3 separate regions of the Danio rerio genome follow, and all the other regions are linked to region 2. A link is a contact called in public HiCAR-type and HiChIP or PLAC-seq data. All regions are on one chromosome and are shown on one strand. The core of a region is the stretch at or near the end of the contact, and the rest is flanking DNA. Distances in the headings are between cores, read along the strand shown. Region 1 has its middle 17 kb from the start of ube2v2. Region 2 holds the start of snai2 (snail family zinc finger 2). Region 3 holds the start of ube2v2 (ubiquitin-conjugating enzyme E2 variant 2).

Region 1 (2,843 bases), core at 33-2,532, 140 kb before region 2:
ATATATATATATATATATATATATATGTATATATATATATATATATATATATATATATATATATGTATATGTATATATATATATATATATATGTATATATATATATATATATATGTATATGTATATATATATATATATATGTATATATATATATATATGTATATATATATATATATATATATATATATGTATATATATATGTATATATATATATATATATATTAGTCATCAGTTATTTTACTATATTTTTAAAAAATAAAATAGTCACTAATGAATACTTATTAAATGATTAATAATCTAATAAATAATAAAACATTTTTTATTGGGTACTGGTATCTAACGAACAAGTATAGTATCTAACAAGTGCCACTTTCAAATGATTAAAGTAGCTTTTTATTTTGTATTTAATAATTACAATCTTACAATCTAATAAATACCAGAGTAAATCTATCCATTCCATTTAATAAGTAATTTTAACTATAAATTAATGTCTAATAAATATCAGTGTGTAATGAACAAATAGGTCTAAAAGTGTCTAATATACAAGAACTAGTTGTAAATTTAGAAAAGTACTAGTATGGGTCAAACATGGACAAACCCAAGCATTGATTGATTTATTTTTTTTTCAATTTGCTATACACAGCTGTATGTATCTCTTCTATGCTTTACCCTTATATAGTCAGTAGGAGGCGCTGTTGTCTATCAGATCGTCTTTGTTGCTAGAAGGGATACAGCTGCAGCATGAAGTTAGAGATAATTATTTATATATATTTGTTAAATTAGCCTACCCAATAATTTTATTTTATTAACATTCAACCCAACCATAACTAATGTAATAACTGTAATTCTACCGAGTACTATTTATATTAAATTTATTGCCCATTAAGTTGCATTTTATTACCGTCTACCCCAGCCCTCACACAGTATTAGTAAAATATTATTATTGTACAATGTCTCAAACCATTATGCTATAATGACGTTGGTATCAACAGCTGTATCCCTTCCATACTTTACCCTCATATACTCAGTAGGAGGCTGTTGTCTACCCATCCTCCAAATTTAATCAGCACAGTAATGTAAAAACAGTAATTATAGAGTATTATTCATACTATTTATTAAATAAGTTATTATATAGTTTGTTAAAACTATTAATTGGTTATTGTTGTTAATCCGCAGCTGTATCCCTTTTAAAGTTTACCTTCAGTTCTGCCTGTGACCGCTAGAGCGCGCTGACGTCACTCTGCCCCTCAGCGCTGCAGCGTTATTTTAATGTTTCCAAAAAGCGACATGTTTTATTGACCTTGCCAAAGGGAAAGCCGATGACGGAGCGGGAAGCTGCCGGCCGTGCTGTGGTGTGTCTTTGTGTCTCGGGCTGTGTATAATTGGCGCATTATCCTCGACACTTGTAAGCGGTTTGTCTCTGTCCAAGGGGAGCTTTCATGTGAATTAAGCGCTACTGAGAGACGGAAAGTCCCCATTAAAGAAAGAGACTCCTGGGTGTCAGATGTTACTCAATCCATCTGCATGCCAACTGCGACCCTGTTTTAATTTATGCAAGAAGTATAGTCAGCTTGTGTGAATTAGATATGTTAAATAGTCTCAATTTTTCAATGCTCATTTGCCTAGGCCTATTCTTACTCTGTAAAAATGCAAGGCCCCACACAATTCATTCATGTAGCCCCAACAGAAATCGATTAGGTTAACGTTACAAATTTAAGTTGACAATTTTTTAAGTGGACAACCTCCCCCCCTCCCCACCCCCAACTTTTGTACTAATTAATACAAAATTAAACTGTATTTTTACACCTCATCTTTATAGTCATTAAATACCATGCACACTATTTTAAAAACAACAAACAAATTTTTAAAGTGTATCTTCTCAGCGTTGCGTAATGTTAACAATCACTAAACGACAGTGGCGTCGAGTGCAGAATCCTCTGCAAGAGCTCATTGACACTATGAGGAGTTTGTGGAGCCTCTGGCAGACTGAAATCATGTGTGTTTTTTCCCTCATCTCCTCCTGACTGATGATGGGATGCATCTGTAAACATCTGCTGGAGTCAGGCCGATGTGTGTTTACTCTACGCAAACCAAACCATGACATCAATCCCGTGACATCACACTCCAATCAGTGATGCTGCTGGCGACACGTACAACAATAAATAAAGATGCTGCAAGTGTTCGAACACTGCTTGATTAACCAGTGATGAATGATAGATCTCCAACACAATCTCACGGCGATTCGTAACTTTTTTATTTAGTGGCTAATTCGTATGAATTCGTACGATCTAATTCGTACAATTTAGTACGATTTGCTTATCCCCCAATGACGGTTGAGGTTAGGGGTGGGGTTAGGTGCCACGCCTCCTTTTTAAAATTGTATCATTTCGTACGACTGAAATCGTACAAATTCGTACGAATTAGCCACTAAACTGGCAAAACGTAAAATACTTAAGTTTTCTCGTTAGATCAGGCTGAGATCTCTGCTAATTTTTGCACTGAACTGAGCTATATATCATAACAATTCTTCCAAAGGTCAAACTTAGGGTGCTTTCACACCTACACTTTTGTTTCGGAACGTATCTCGTTTGCCCAGTTAGCGCGGTTCGATTGGCATATGTGAACAGGGCAATCGCGCTCTGTTCTGCGCCAAAGTAATCGCTCCGAGATCGCTTAAATGAGGTGGTCTCGGCTCGATTGAAACGAACCCTGGAGCGGTTCGATTGCAGTGAGAAAGTGATCCGATCCGAGCGCGGTTATATCACAGTGTTTTATGGATATGTAATAGGCTTACGGCTATATGAAGAGAGAATTATGAGTAGGGCGGGAAGTTTCGCGAGTCT
Region 2 (2,700 bases), core at 33-2,532:
TTTTGGGTAAACTGACCCTTTAATAAGAATATATTGCAGTTTTTTTGCAGTTCAGCTCAGTTTGAGTTCTGTTATAACATTTCAGAATCATTTAAAATAAACTAATAATTAAGACATTAAAAATAAATAATTAAGGCGAATAATAATTAATTAATTTAAATAAAAGATTGTTCAATTGATAACCAGCGTTTGTACCAAAGATGTAGATTTATATCAGAGGATTATTCCTATGCATTGCCAATTACTTGTTTAATTATCTTAGCATTACATTAGTTACATTACAAAGAGTTACATTAAGAAATAATCAATTTAAAACACTTATATCACTCATGCTTTTACTTAACAATCCTAAAGAAGTCAGGTTTTAGATTACAAAAATAAATAAAATAAAAAATTCAATAGGCACAAAGTCAATAGGTGCCTGCTAGCAACATTTTTCAGAATATTTCATTTTACGCGAACAGAAGAAAGAAACTCAATTAGGTTTTGAACAAGTGAAGGGTGAGTCAAGAAAGGGCAGAATTTGCATTTTTGGGTGAACTGACCCTTTAATAAGAAAATCTTGCAGTTTTTTGCAGTTCAGTCAAGTTTTGTTGTGTTTGTTACAATTCAAAATCATTTGACATAAACTAATTATGGCTAACATTAATTAATTAATTATAAAAGGATTGTTAAAATGATAACACTTGGACTAATGATATAGACTTATATCTGAAAATTAATCACATGCACTACCATTTACTTCTTTATTTATCTTTACATTGAGTTACATTTAGAAATAATCAATTTAAACCACTTATATAATATGCTTTTACTTAACAATCCTATAGAGATCAGGTTTTAGTACTATAAAAAATAAATAAAATAAAAAGACCATTTTGATTAACAAACATGGTTGTTCCGTTTTAAAAAGCATTCGGTATTAATGTACAACACAACTAAACAACCTCTTAGTAGCTAAATACAACTCTTAACTCTACCTAAGAGTTTTACCACACTTAAAAAAGTTAAACAAACTCAATCTTTTAAGTGTTATGCAGTTAAAATGACCAAATCCACAAAGTATTTTACCTGTTGGACTCTCCAGTTCACTATAATTCGGTTTCTTAGCGGCATTGAAATGCTTCTTTACTAGGAATGAACGAGGCATGCTGAAGTACGTATAAAGTTGTCTGGCAGATAAAAAATGGTCCTGTCTTGTCGTTTAGCAAGTCAAATCACTGTAATCCTCACTGCTCGTTCCAGCAGAGCCTCATCTTCCAGCGCTGATCTGCTCTAACACTCCGGCGCCTCGGTGCAAAATACAAGTAAATACTTCCAATCAGGTGCAAAGGGAGGGGATTGAGCTTGCATATTCAAGACCTCCGGGCCAATCAGAATGGAGGCGTGGTTTAAGGAGGCGGGGCCAAGAGGTCGAGGAAAGGAAGACAGGTGTTCACGCTCGGGATGCGTACTAAGGTGAAATAATGTTCAGACTTGTCACAGATGGTCAAAGCACACAGACTGTTGGAATGCGAATGTTCCTGATTGTCTGATGCAGGATTGCCCATCAAAACGATGATCCCTATAGGGAACTGATAGATATACACTGAAAAAAAATTCATTCGATTTACATTGGATTTTTTTTTTATGTAGCTGGGTGTGAACAATTTATATGACAAATGTAAACAAATTATGTTAAACATTATTTAATTAGTTTGTTTAATTTCAGCCCAAATAAATTGGTTACTACTAGTTACCTTAAAAATAGTAAATCCAATGAATAATGGATCATGGGTAGTCATGACATGTTTTTGGTTAATTGTAACTTATTAAACTAAGTTAATCATGTTCTAACTTAATTTTATAAGCTACGCAAGCTGGTTTAAGCCATTTAAAAATAAATTAGGTACAAATCAGCTTAAAAATTTGAGACAACCAGTATTGTTTTACAAGATAGATAGATAGATAGATAGATAGATAGATAGATAGATAGATAGATAGATAGATAGATAGATAGATAGATAGATAGATAGATAGATAGATAGATAGATAGATAGACTGGATTTATTAATTTCTTTAAAGTTACTGGTTGCAAACATTTTTTTTTTAGTTTAAACTAACAATGTTGAACATTATTAAAATGTATTTGTTTGTTCACATTCAGCCCAAATAAATTGTTTAAAACCAGTTACCCTAAAACAATTAGTAAATCCAATTAATATTTTTTTTTCAGAATAGATATAGACAGACAGCCGGATGGACAGACGGACAGACAGACAGACAGACAGACAGACAGACAGACAGACAGACAGACAGACAGATAGACAGACAGATAGATAGACAGATAGATAGATAGGTAGATAGATAGATAGATAGATAGATAGATAGATAGATAGATAGATAGATAGATAGATAGATAGATAGATAGATAGATAGATAGATAGATAGATAGATAGATAGATAGATAGATAGATAGATAGATAGATATTTGCAAGTGTGTTTTTAATAACTAATTTCATATCCATTTGGTTATGTGTTTAAAGTTAAAGTTGGTAGATATATTAAAATCCAAAGTAAGTAGTTTACTTTTAAATTACAGTTCACTAGCGTCCTCTTGTGTTCAAGCAACTAGAATTAGTTTTGCATGATTAATTGGTTATCTAGGACTTGTGGTCATGAGGTTAACCGGGTTTTGTGTAAATAATAAAAAGTCTGTAT
Region 3 (2,833 bases), core at 198-2,697, 160 kb before region 2:
ACAACCATCTCTAGGGTTTACAGACAATAGCCTGAAAAATATACAGTGAGCGGCAGTTCTGTGGGTGCAAATGCCTTGATGTCAGAGGAGAATGGCCAGACTGGTTCCAATTGATAGTAAGGCAACAGTAACTCAAATAACCACTCTTTACAACAGAGGTATGCAGAAGAGCATCTCTGGATGCACAACACGTCCAACCTTGAGACGGGCTACAGCAGCAAAAGACCACACTGGGTGCCAATCCTGTCAGTTAAGAACAGGAAACAGGCTACAATTCACACAGTCTCACCAGAATTGGACAACAGAAGATATATATATATATATATATATATATATATATATATATATATATATATATATATATATATATATATATATATATTTTATTTTTTTTTTTTATTTTTTTTTTTTTTTGGCCTTTTTGTCTTTATTATATAGGACAGAAATGAGACAGGAAGTGAAGTGAGAGAGAGTGGTAGGGTTGGGAAATGTTCTCGAGCCGGTATTCGAACTCGGGACACCCTGACGTGCTACTGCACCATATGTCGGCACTAACCAATAGGCTGTTACGCCGACAGGACAACAGAAGATTTGAAAACGTTGCCTGGTCTGAAGAGTCTTGATTTCTGCTGCGCCATTGGGATGGTCGGGTCACAATTTGGCGTCAACAATATGAAAGCATGAATCCATCCTGGCTTGTATCAACGGTTCAGGCTGGTGGTGATGGTGTGGGAATATTTTTTTATCACAAGTTGGACACATTAGTACCAATTGAGCATTGTGTCAACGCCACAGCCTACCTGAGTATTGTTGCTGACCATGTCCATCCCCTTATGACCACAGTATGACCACCTTCTGATGGCAACTTCCAGCAGGATAATGTGCCATGTCATAAAGCGTGAATCCTTTCAGACTGGTTTCTTAAACATGACAGTGAGTTCACTGTACTCAAATGGCCTCCACAGACACCAGAGCTCAATCCAACAGAGCACCTTTGGGATGTGATGGAACAGGAGATGAGTGTGCAGCCGACAAATCTGCAGCAACTGCGTGATGCTACCATGTCAATATAGAGCAAAATCTCTGAGGAATATTTTTAGTACCTTGTTGCCAGAATGATTTAGGCAGTTCTGAAGACAAAAGGGGGTCCAACCCGGTATTAGTAAAGTGTACCTAATAAAGTTGCCTATTAGTGTATTTATTACCATACTATTTTATTTTCTCTTTAAGTTCCTTCACATGAAACAGTGAAACTTTTAAGACGTAGTGATGAAAATGCGCCAATATGAAATGCTGATAAAAGATGTCAGATTTAAGCTCTGCTGATATATAAAATATATATTTGGTAAAAATAAATCTTTGCAGTGGAGCCACACCCCTTTATGTCTTGCTACAGCACTGTGCGTCATTAGTCACATGACGCGCCGACGTCACGCTTTCGTACGCTTTTGGATTCGGGCAGGAGAAGATGGCGGCCTCCTCAGGTTTGTCTGACAATTTCTTCAATCCTCGCGCCCCTCCGCTGACTTATTTTCACAACAAAATAGCCGAGCTCGTTCCACACAAACGCACGGACATTTTCACTGAGATTAACCATGCGCGAACGCCTTTATTTACTTCATGTAACACATCTGTGTGCAGTTTAACTGTGTGTGTTAGCATCGAGCTAACGGCCCTCAAATAGACCCTTAGTTTAAAAATAACGACTCTTTTATTTCATGTTAGCATCTATTTAATAATGAAGTCACACAGCTCATTTAATTATGGAGTTATATAGCGTTAAATCCAAGTTTAAATGTTTTGTATTGCAGTTGGGCGGGTGTATCAGTGCAAAAGTGAGGCGAGGCGGAGCGTTGACGCGCGTGTTTCTGCTGGTTATCTCCAGAGTCATGACAAAACGGGCCTGCAACTCACATTTAAGTGCTAAAACGCCACTTAAACATGTTAATACAGCTTGTCAGATTCATTTAAAACTGTTAAGGATCAGACGTCTTTTTTAGAAGTGCGTCGTGATTGTGTAATACATTTTTTTATTGGTGCATAACCGCATAGAATTGAACGTGAAGCCGTTTCACAAACATCTGCATTAGTTACGTTTATTGAGGTAAAGTTGGGTTTATATTCGCAAATTCGGACTTCCTCCTTAATATTAAAAATGTACAAATGTGTTCTTTGTAAAAATCTAAACCGTGAGATCATTTTAGCAGCCAACGACTTTTAAAGAAACATTGTTCACAGTCAGTGAAATAGTGCTAATGTTGTTTTGAAGTCATATTTACATGTGATTCCAGGCCGAATATACCATGGTAAACAATATATGGAGCATGTCAAGTTGTCACTGTTCTAAAACGAACGAATGTGCGAATATAAAGTCAACTTTACCTCAGTATTATTTTAGAGTTTAGAGTTTGGAGAGTTGATTCATACTTTAGGGTTTTTAATCCTTATTTTAATTAATTTGCTTAATTGTTGTTATTAACTGAAGCTGTAAATAACAGTGTAGTGTGAGGATCATAGATCAGCTCACATTTACAGCTTGTATGTAAATAGCACATTTTAATGCATTTTAAATTTGACAACAATTTATTGCATTTTAACAGGCTTTCATGGTTGCACAATTTAGATATGTCAATATTTGGAGTGTGTGTTTTACTTGTAATATTAAAGTTTTGCATGTATTAAATATATGCATGTTTTGTCAGAAATGTGTTGAGCTTAGCCTTGTGCAGGCCAACTTGCGATTTTTGAGGAAGTGAGAAACGGTGATAGAGCGCCATGGGTGTCATTTCCTGAATCACTCACAAAAGAGTAATCGGTCTCTCCTTTACACTCT

The links. HiCAR-type assays count read pairs that join an accessible place to other places. HiChIP or PLAC-seq counts read pairs in DNA pulled down with a chosen protein or histone mark.
Region 1: a contact with region 2 is called in a HiCAR-type map of caudal fin, with 8 times the contacts expected there. The contact joins the enhancer-like site here to the promoter of snai2 in region 2. A contact is called at or near these places in 8 of 18 Hi-C or Micro-C datasets (caudal fin, embryo, fibroblasts and 2 more) and 1 of 4 datasets of contacts at active chromatin or transcription factors (caudal fin).
Region 3: an H3K4me3 HiChIP or PLAC-seq map of gastrula embryo shows a contact between it and region 2, with 3 times the contacts expected there. The contact joins the promoter of ube2v2 here to the promoter of snai2 in region 2. A contact is called at or near these places in 2 of 18 Hi-C or Micro-C datasets (embryo and an unstated tissue) and 3 of 4 datasets of contacts at active chromatin or transcription factors (caudal fin, embryo and gastrula embryo).

What each region holds. Positions count from the first base shown.
Region 1 is chr24:39,232,675-39,235,517 of GRCz12tu, reverse strand. No RefSeq gene overlaps it. Among named protein-coding and RNA genes, the nearest start is that of ube2v2, 17 kb to the left of the region's middle. Within about 2 kb of position 1,282, at least 21 of the 62 cell types and tissues checked have an H3K27ac peak or open chromatin away from gene starts, as enhancers often do. A contact at or near this core is called in caudal fin, where this site is marked.
Region 2 is chr24:39,091,944-39,094,643 of GRCz12tu, reverse strand. snai2 (snail family zinc finger 2) reads right to left here and starts at 1,282. Exons shown (of 3, transcript NM_001008581.1): 1 at 1,072-1,282. The coding sequence starts at 1,150.
Region 3 is chr24:39,249,807-39,252,639 of GRCz12tu, reverse strand. ube2v2 (ubiquitin-conjugating enzyme E2 variant 2) reads left to right here and starts at 1,447. Exons shown (of 4, transcript NM_213515.1): 1 at 1,447-1,484. The coding sequence starts at 1,469.